3 separate regions of the Mus musculus genome follow, and regions 2 and 3 are each linked to region 1. A link is a contact called in public Hi-C and promoter capture Hi-C data. All regions are on one chromosome and are shown on one strand. Each heading gives the region's core, a stretch centred on a gene start, on an enhancer-like site or on the middle of the called end of the contact. The rest is flanking DNA. Distances are from core to core; before and after follow the strand shown.

What was found. Promoter capture Hi-C pulls out the DNA fragments that hold promoters and counts their contacts. A called contact is a pair of places that touch in the nucleus more often than the background predicts.
Region 2: a contact with region 1 is called in a promoter capture Hi-C map of liver, with 4 times the contacts expected there. The contact joins the promoter of F2 here to the enhancer-like site in region 1. A contact is called at or near these places in 1 of 39 promoter capture datasets (liver), 1 of 484 Hi-C or Micro-C datasets (liver), 3 of 115 datasets of contacts at active chromatin or transcription factors (embryonic midbrain, extraembryonic endoderm stem cells and neural tube) and 1 of 9 other capture datasets (embryonic stem cells).
Region 3: a contact with region 1 is called in a Hi-C map of liver, with 1.9 times the contacts expected there. The contact joins two enhancer-like sites. A contact is called at or near these places in 1 of 39 promoter capture datasets (embryonic stem cells), 1 of 484 Hi-C or Micro-C datasets (liver), 1 of 115 datasets of contacts at active chromatin or transcription factors (extraembryonic endoderm stem cells) and 2 of 9 other capture datasets (adipose tissue and pancreatic islet).

Annotation. Positions count from the first base shown.
Region 1 is chr2:91,151,634-91,154,589 of GRCm38.p6, forward strand. It overlaps Madd (MAP-kinase activating death domain), which reads right to left. Exons shown (of 35, transcript NM_001177720.1): 26 at 2,802-2,907; 27 at 821-931. Among named protein-coding and RNA genes, the nearest start is that of Madd, 26 kb to the right of the region's middle. Within about 2 kb of position 1,583, at least 4 of the 459 cell types and tissues checked have an H3K27ac peak or open chromatin away from gene starts, as enhancers often do. A contact at or near this core is called in liver, where this site is marked.
Region 2 is chr2:91,634,981-91,637,936 of GRCm38.p6, forward strand. F2 (coagulation factor II) reads right to left here and starts at 1,477. Exons shown (of 14, transcript NM_010168.3): 1 at 1,338-1,477; 2 at 798-961; 3 at 191-215. The coding sequence starts at 1,416.
Region 3 is chr2:91,475,145-91,478,100 of GRCm38.p6, forward strand. Lrp4 (low density lipoprotein receptor-related protein 4) reads left to right here. Exons shown (of 38, transcript NM_172668.3): 8 at 39-164; 9 at 1,122-1,247; 10 at 1,440-1,574; 11 at 1,954-2,079; 12 at 2,377-2,607. Among named protein-coding and RNA genes, the nearest start is that of Lrp4, 19 kb to the left of the region's middle. Within about 2 kb of position 1,462, at least 98 of the 459 cell types and tissues checked have an H3K27ac peak or open chromatin away from gene starts, as enhancers often do. A contact at or near this core is called in liver, where this site is marked.

The sequences.
Region 1 (2,956 bases), core at 333-2,832:
CCAGGCTTGACACCATGACAGCTTACAAAACTGTCTCTTTTACAGAACAGGATGCATGGAGGTGAGGGTGGGGCTACATAGTTCAGTGTCAGGATAGCAATGTGCCACAGTCTATTCAAGACTGCTTTTGAGTTTTGGTACAAATATTAAAAAGTAATAGAAGGCATCTTAGCTGGACTTTGGTGACTCACACCTTTAATCCCAGCACTCAGAAAGCAGAGGCAGATAGATCTCTGTGAGTCTGAGGTCAGCCTGGTCTATAGAGTGAATTCCAAGACAGCTAGGGCTACACAGAGAAACCCTGTTTCAAAAGAAAAAAAGAAAAAGGAAAAGGAAAAAGAAAAAGAAAAAGGAGGCATTTAAGTGTTGTGATGAGAACAGATTTCATCTCAGATCCGCAGAGGTGTGCAGACCTCACATGGAAACTGCTGTACTCTAACAGCTGGAGGACTGAGAGTCCCCACACTGAACAGAAGGACCAACACCTCACCTGGACTACTGCCCCATTCTCTAAGCTACTAACTATAACTACCCACCTCTAAACTACTAACTCTAACTACCCATTCTCTAAACTACTAACTCTAACTGCCCATTCTCTAAACTACTAACTACCCATTCTCTAAACTACTAACTCTAACTACCCATTCTCCAAACTACTAACTATAGCTACCCATCTCTAAACTACTAACTGTAACTACCGATTCTCCTCTAAACTAGGCATTAACTGGGCTGCATAGCAGCATGGCAGACGTGTTTAGTGTGAAAGCGCTGTATAGGCAGGGGGACACGCAGGATAAAAGGGACGGTCCGATGTGCTCACCAGGCTGTTCAGCTGATCGAGCACCTCATTGACTTGCTGGCTGTACACCAGCCCAATGTGGGACTTTCCCATTAGGCGCCGTACTTTCTTCCTGATGTCATTCTTGTTCACCTGTAAAGCCAAGACAGGAGTCTTAATAAAGGCTCTGCTCCCTTCCCAAGTGAGGCAGAGACAAGAAAATAATCAGTTTCCACTTACCTGAGAGAAATGGAATTCTGAAAGACTATGTTACTGACTATGGCAGAACACTTTCAACTGTGTGTTCTGTCCATATGCTGGGGATTGCCTCTGCCTCTAGCTAGCTTCTACAGGAAAGTGGCTCTTAGAGAGTTGGACATCAAGGAGACACCTCCTCCCATCCTTTACCAACACCACCATAACATCCTCCCCAAAAGGACTTCTTAGAGTATGATTTAGAAACAGTAACACAGGTACAGTAAAGTGGGACGCTAGTACCTGAGACACCTTGCAGGTAAGCACCACCATCCACCCCTGACCACAGGGAAATGGAATTCAAGCATAAAGAAAAGCTTACAATATAGGAATGCTGACTTGTCAACTTGACACAAGGTAGAGTTATCTGGGAAGGACTCTCGATTGGGAAAATCCCTTTGTAAGACTGGCCTGCAGCTGCAGATAAGCCTCTGAGTTGTTTTTTGATTAATGATTGATGTGAGAGCCCAGCTGCTCACTGGGCAGTGCCCTCCCTGGGCAGGTTGGTGTAGAGGTCTATTGAGAAAGCAGCCTGAGCAAGCCAATACGCAGCACTCCTCCATGGTGTCTGCATCTGTTCCTGCTCCCAGGTCCCTGGCTTGGCTTCCCCTGATGATAGACTATCACCAGTTAGCCAATATGCCCTTCTGTTCTCATGTTGTTTTTGGCCATAATGCTTATAACAGCAACAGAAACCTAACTAAGACACAAAATCAACCAAAGCAAAAGGCTCACAGAGTCTGTCTCTGTGTTTGGGAACTGCTCCCTTCACATTTAAAAGCTAGGGAGAGGCTGGAGAGATGGCTCAGCGGTTAAGACTGCTCTTCCCGAGGTCCTGAGTTCAAATCCCAGCAACCACATGGTGGCTCACAACCATCCGTAATGAGATCTGATGCCCTCTTCTGGTGCATCTGAAGACAGCTACAGTGTACTTACATAAACTAGATAAATAAATCTTTGGGCTGGAGTGAGCAAGGCCAGAGCAAGAAGGGAAAAATAAATAAATAAATAAATAAATAAATAAATAAAAGCTAAGGAGAGCTCAGGGAGGCTCATTCTCACAATAATTCTCTGCCACCACCAATCCAAATCCACATTTCTCTTTCAGAGAAGAACTTCTCTTGATAATTTGCAATACACTTCTCCACAATTATAAATATGAAGCCCAAACAACTCACACTAGAGTTACCACTCCTTTGTTAATAAGCAGATACTTTTTGGACAAGATTTTATATAGTTTTACTTGGTCTTGAACTTATAGCCAAGCTTGGCCTTGAATCCCTGATCCTCCTGCCTCTACCTCTCAAGTGCCTTATTTGCTGGCATGAACCATCATGCCAGTAGACAGCTTTTACTAGCTACAGAAAATTCTACATGACAAAGGGCTGGTGCTCAAAAATAAATTCTGAGCCCCTGAAGGTTTTAGAATATACTACTGAAAAAAAAAAAAAAAGAGTATTAAATCAGTTGTAATTTGAGAGCTCTGTTGTAGCCTAAAACAGCTCAGCAAAGGGAATACATCAAATTCAAAGTAAACCAGTAACAGGTAATAATCAATGACTTTCATAACATTCAGTAACAAAACAGCCTGGCAGCTTCAGTTAACGCAACAGTGGGCAAGCTGCCACAGGGGCCTTGAACTTTTCAGTCAGATACTTTGGCAGCTTCCAAACCAGTCCAAAATGTAGGCACTAGACCTAGTCTTGCCCTTCTAGCACCAGTAACAGCTGGACATAAGCAATACGATCAATCAGTACATAAGCAATACCTTCATCAGCAGCATATAGGATATGAGGTTGTGTAAAAGTGTGGCCAGCAAGCGGTCTTCATCATCCTCCAGGCGCTTCCGGTCGTGTTCCCCTAGGGAGAGGTACCTAAGCAGAAACCCAGGCACAAGTTAGTTCTCAGGCAGGAGAGCCCAGG
Region 2 (2,956 bases), core at 227-2,726, 480 kb after region 1:
TCGCTGTGGGGACGGGGTGGGAACAGGTGACAAGATAAAGATAAAGGCAGGGTAACAGATGGGATGGGGGCAGGGCAGAGCGGGTGCCAGGAGTGCTTTATGCAACAGCAACAAGGTCTGAGGGAGAGGACATTCTCTAGTGGAGCGCCCCCAGCCACCCTTCCTTGGGCAAACCTTTCTGGCCACTCACCTGTGTACTTGGCCCAGAACACGTCCTACAAAGCAAGGGCTGGGGGTGAGACTACGGCAGGATGGAGTTCTACTCGGTTAGTAGCATTATCCTTCCCTTACCACCTTATCCTTCCCTTACCACCTGAGCCCAGTTTGAGTCTCCTACTTTGGCTTCCAAAGGGAGAAAATATGGGGGTGGGGGGAGAGAGCCCCGCACCCTTGACTGGAGGAGACAAAAGTGCATCCCTCTCGGTCCCCCGGAAGGGAATGGGCTGCAACAGAGCCCCAGGGCCAGTGGTACACAACAGGGAACACAAAAATGGCGGAAAGGCTTAAGCAAAACACCAGATAACCCCGAGCCGCAGTATAGCTGGCTGCTGAAGCTGAGGAGCTCCCCTCATGTCGCGAGCCTCACTGTGACAGCCCGGGCCTACAAGTCCCCAAGACAGATTTTGGGTGCCCATCTTGCAGCTCAAGGAGACAAGAGTCCGAATAGAAGTGAAAGTCTGAAAAGGGGAAGAGCCCGGATGTTTCCTGCTTGGTCCAGCGATCCCCTGCAGAGGGAACCCAGGCCTGTTCCTTGCCTACCTGCCCTGTCTCCTAGCATTGAGTGTTGCAGGACTCACTGTGTCTTGGGGAGACTCCAGGGCCTCAAAGGCCTCCTCATAGCTGCACTGCTCTTCCACGCACTCACGCTCTAGGTTGCCCTTTCGGAGCTCCTCCAGGAAGCCACTGTTGGCTCTGCGGACCCGCTGGAGCAGCGATAGTGCTTGCTGAGGCGCCAGGAACACTGCAGCAGGGGGCAGGGGCATGGGAAGTCGCCTCAGGAAGCCTGGCTAGCTTAACCATTAGGGGTAGGAAGCTGGCTGCCCTGCTAGCTTCCAAGGGGGAACATAGGGGATGGGGAAAGCACCCAGAAAGCCACTGAACATAGTTTGAGTCATCTGCCTTTCATTGGTTGCCCTAGCCCACTCCCCCGTTCTAGAAGACAGAACTGATGCCCTCCTACCTGCACCACACACATGACTCCTTCTCAAAGCTGGACACTCTGGTCTGAGGACCACCTGGGGACTGTCCCTGTATTCTGTGTTCTTAGGCAGGAAACCCCATCCCTCAGGCCTTTCCCACATCCTCTATCCTGCCCGAGGCCTCCAAGTGCCCCTTACCATGCTGGCTGTGTACCAGGCTAACCAGGGCAGCCAGAGCCAAGCAGCCAGGGAGGCCCAGGCCGCGGACGTGCGACATAGTGTGTCAGCTCCTGGGATCTGAGGGATTGTCCTGACTCTCTCTGGGTTAATATTGAACCGATGTGAAGAAATCAGTGGCAAGGGAGAGGTCAGCAGATCAGGGCCTTGGGGACAAATGTCCACCCCTGACATTCAAGAGGACAGGTTCTCCTGGAACCAGCGGTGGATGTTCTAGGGGAGACAAATCATATAGAGAAGACCGTCACCCTTCCATTTATGATGTGGGTAAATGTGAATCAATAAGTCCTTCTGGAGGCTCCTTCTAATCCCAACCGACAGAGATGGTGCAAAACTCCCCACATCCATGCACTGCAGTTTTCTCATTGTGCTGTGGGTGTAACGCTTTGTGCTGAGACCTAAAAGAGCTTACTAATGTAGAGCACACAAAACACCGGGCCTACTGAATAACAGACAAAAGGAATAGAGATAGGTGTGGCAGGGGAAAAGCTCTCTCATTGCACTGTGAGACAGGGTAGCTCTCAGTCAGGAGGTGGCTCCTCTGTCTTCTCCTCTAATGGTGCTGTGGTTGGTGAATGGAGGCTGCCTGGGAGGAGCCAAGTCCAGGGCCTCTTGGCCTCTAGCTGTCTTCTTCAATCTCCTGCCCCAGCACAGGTGCTGGCCCAAGTCTCTGGGTCTCCCTGACACAGCCCCGTCCCTCCCAACCTGTCTGCACTCGCCAGCCTCTTAAGGCTCCTAGTTCTACACAACAGCTAGGCTTGTTCTCACCCTCCCCCATTTCCTATTTACAAGGTAAATATTAGTCCTGGGTCTAAATAGAACAGAGGGACAAAGAGCAGGGACACCCACACCTGGGAAGTGGGGACTCCTGCTTTGCCTTAACTTCATCAGGGCTGGTTGTCTGGGGTCATGTATAGTCTGGGACAAGGGTTGGCAGAGAGCAGGGGGCTGGGGCTCCCACCGTCAGCATAATTCCTGAGTGGCCCACTTCCTATGTTGTTTTCATAATATACATATAAAACATATATCACATGCATTATAGTTTTCTTTTTTTTTTCTTTTTCTTTCTTTCTTTTTTTTTTTTTTTTCGAGACAGGGTTTCTCTGTATAGCCCTGGCTGTCCTGGAACTCACTTTGTAGACCAGGCTGGCCTCAAACTCAGAAATCTGCCTGCCTCTGCCTCCCAAGTGCTGGAATTAAAGGTGTGAGCCACCACGCCCAGCTTTTTGTTTTGTTTTTTAAATGATGTGTATATGTCCATGTGTTGGTAATGTATGTGAGTTCAGGTACCCGAGGCAGCCAGAGGCCAGATCCCCTGCAGCTGGAGTTCAGGCAGTTAGGAGCCACCCAGTGTGGATGCTGGGAGGCAAATTTGGATTCTCTGCAAGAGCAGTCAGTGCTCTTAACCACTGAGCCATCTCTCCAGCTACAATTTAAAAAATAACTTTTTGGGATTTTTTGTTTGTTTGTTTTTAAAAATAGGGTTGCTCTAGGTAGCCCTGGCTGTTATGAAACTAACTTGTAGAACCAGCCAGCCTAGAACTCAGAGATTCACCTGCCGGTACCTCTTGAGTACTGAA
Region 3 (2,956 bases), core at 212-2,711, 320 kb after region 1:
AGCCTTTCTTCCATTAATTAGGTCTTTGCTCTGTCCAGCCACCTCCATGTGCACAGCCGAACAGTTTCGCTGTCGGTCAGGCCGTTGCGTCCGTCTGTCCTGGCGCTGTGATGGGGAGGATGACTGTGCGGACAACAGCGATGAAGAAAACTGTGAGAACACAGGTGGAGTCCCCAGCGGTATCCCCGCCCTGCCCTAATGTTGGGAGTGGGAGGCAGAGAAGCAAAGGGAACATTGCCATTGCTTTCAATGGCCTGGACTTGCCCTGCCCTTCCCAGTGAGTAGGGTCAGATCCAGCTGTTGGAGCAGGGGAGATAGCACTTGCTATGCAAGCACAAGGACCCAAGTTCAAATCCCTAGCACCCAAGTTAAAAAGCTAGGTATGGCTGTGAGTGCCTGTAACACCACCGCTGGGGGGGGAAGAGAAAGTCAGACCCCTGAAGCTCATTAACCAACCAGCCTCACCAAATGGCCAGCTCCTGATTCAATGAGAAACCTTGTCTCAAGGCAATAAGACAGAGAATGAACGATAAAGTTATCAGATATTGTCCTTGGCCTCTGCACACACAGGTATGGGCACACATACCCATATTCATAGTCACATGCGTGTACCACACATCCACACAACATATCACATACGTACACACACATGCACATGCACAATCCAGATGCGCTGAGGAACTGTGTACAGTTCTTGAACACAGAGTCAAGGCTGTGAGTCTTTGCAGCTGCTCAAATTCTCACTTCCAATCTGGCCTTGGGAGGAAGGGCTGTTGTCCAGCCAGTAGCCCAGTGTCTACTTCCACTCTGCAGGAAGGACTGGCAGTCTCTGCGTCTGCTCCCCGCCCACCCCACCAGTCCCTGCTAAACCTGGTTCTGACTACAAGACTACACTCCGACTCTGTTCCCATCACTCATCCATCGTGGAATCCCAGGGAGAAAACAAACTCAGACACTCAACCAGCCTTGTCTGAGCTGTTTCCTGCCTCGGACCCCATCCCTCCCACCTTGACGCTCAGCTGGCTCCACTTTACCCTAGAAAATGACAGGCTCCTGTCCCTTGTGGACTCAAGCCCTGCCCTCCTGTGACCTGACTCTCCCCCTCCTCCCTCTCTTTCTAGGAAGCCCCCAGTGCGCCTCTGACCAGTTCCTGTGTTGGAACGGGCGCTGTATTGGGCAGAGGAAGCTGTGCAACGGGATCAACGACTGCGGTGACAGCAGTGACGAAAGTCCACAGCAGAACTGTCGTGAGTGTCTCTAGCGGGTGGGCCCTGCCCGTGGTTTGTGGCTGAGCCCCACCCCTAGGGTTCAAAGGGAGGCCTCCCTTGGGACTCTCACAGTTTTTGGGAGCTGTTCTTCGTGGTCCAGGTGGAATGCCAAGTTGGCTGGACGGGGGTGGATTCTGGGCTCGGCTCCCAACTCTGGCTTGGCTGTCACAGGGCCCCGGACGGGTGAGGAGAACTGCAATGTTAACAACGGTGGCTGTGCCCAGAAGTGTCAGATGGTGCGAGGGGCAGTGCAGTGTACCTGCCACACAGGCTACCGGCTCACAGAGGATGGGAGAACGTGCCAGGGTGAGCTGGGGCCTGTTGGGGGTGGGGGGAAGGAGGGGAGGGAAGCTGGGTGACATATCAGATGGGTGTGACCTTGACTCATCGTTACACTGACCCTGGGAAGTAGGGATCATTTCTCTCATTTTGCAGATAGGGAAACAGAAGTGCAGAGAGTATAGGTAATTTACCCAAAGCCACACAGATAGTAAGCAGCCGAGTTGGAGTTTGAAATCTGAGACTCCATGACCTCAAAGCCCGAACCACTGGTTACACAGTTTCCCTCCTGGCTGTGGCAGTGGATGGGGATATGGAGCTGTGACCAGGGAGACAATGGGGTGGCTTAGGAGTGTGTGGGAAGATGGTTGTAGGCAGGCTTCCTCACCCTGCCTGGTATCCACAGATGTAAACGAATGTGCTGAGGAGGGGTACTGCAGCCAGGGCTGCACAAACACTGAAGGGGCTTTCCAGTGCTGGTGTGAAGCAGGGTATGAGCTACGGCCCGATCGGCGCAGCTGCAAAGCTCTGGGTAAGGAGGGTTGGCACTTGCCTGGGTGGGCGGAACAGACAAAAGCCAGGTGTTAGAGCTGAGGGATTTGCTAAGATGTAGACTGATTTTTTTGCAAATTGCAATCTGGGCGCCAAGTGAAAGGCGATTGGGTTTGGGGTTAGAAAGGATTCTAGTGTTCTAGTCCAAATTTCAGCAGCTTGGGACATGCTCTAGTGGGCAAAGGGCCCCAGCTATGAGCTGAGGCCCTGAGGGTGCATGCTGATGGGTATCTGTGGCTCTGAGGCCCAGTGGGTCCTATTTCTATGCTGTGTCCAGGGCCAGAACCTGTGCTACTGTTTGCCAATCGTATCGACATCCGGCAGGTGCTCCCGCACCGCTCCGAGTACACGCTGCTACTGAACAACCTGGAGAACGCCATTGCCCTCGACTTTCATCACCGGCGGGAGCTGGTCTTCTGGTCGGATGTCACCCTGGACCGCATCCTCCGTGCCAACCTTAATGGCAGCAATGTAGAGGAGGTGGTGTCTACTGGGCTAGAGAGCCCAGGTAGGAAAACAAGGCCCTGAGTGGAGAGCCTGGAATGCCATGTGCAAAAAAACACAGCGGAAAGGGGGGGCCGGGCCAGTGTTTCCAAAGTGCACAAAGCAGAAGGCCTCTTCCAGTGAAATCTTGGGTGAAACTCTCAGATAGGAACCAACTGAGGAGTTGAAAATGCTGCTCAATTGGTAGAGTGCTTGCTTAGCATGAACACAAAGCTCTAAGCTTGATTCCCCAAGCACTGCATAAACCAGACATGATGATGCCTGCCTGTCATCTGAAGAGGTAGAAGCAAAAGGATCAGAAAAGTTCAAGGTCATTCAGTTTAAAGCCGGGCTGAGATACACGAGACCCCCAT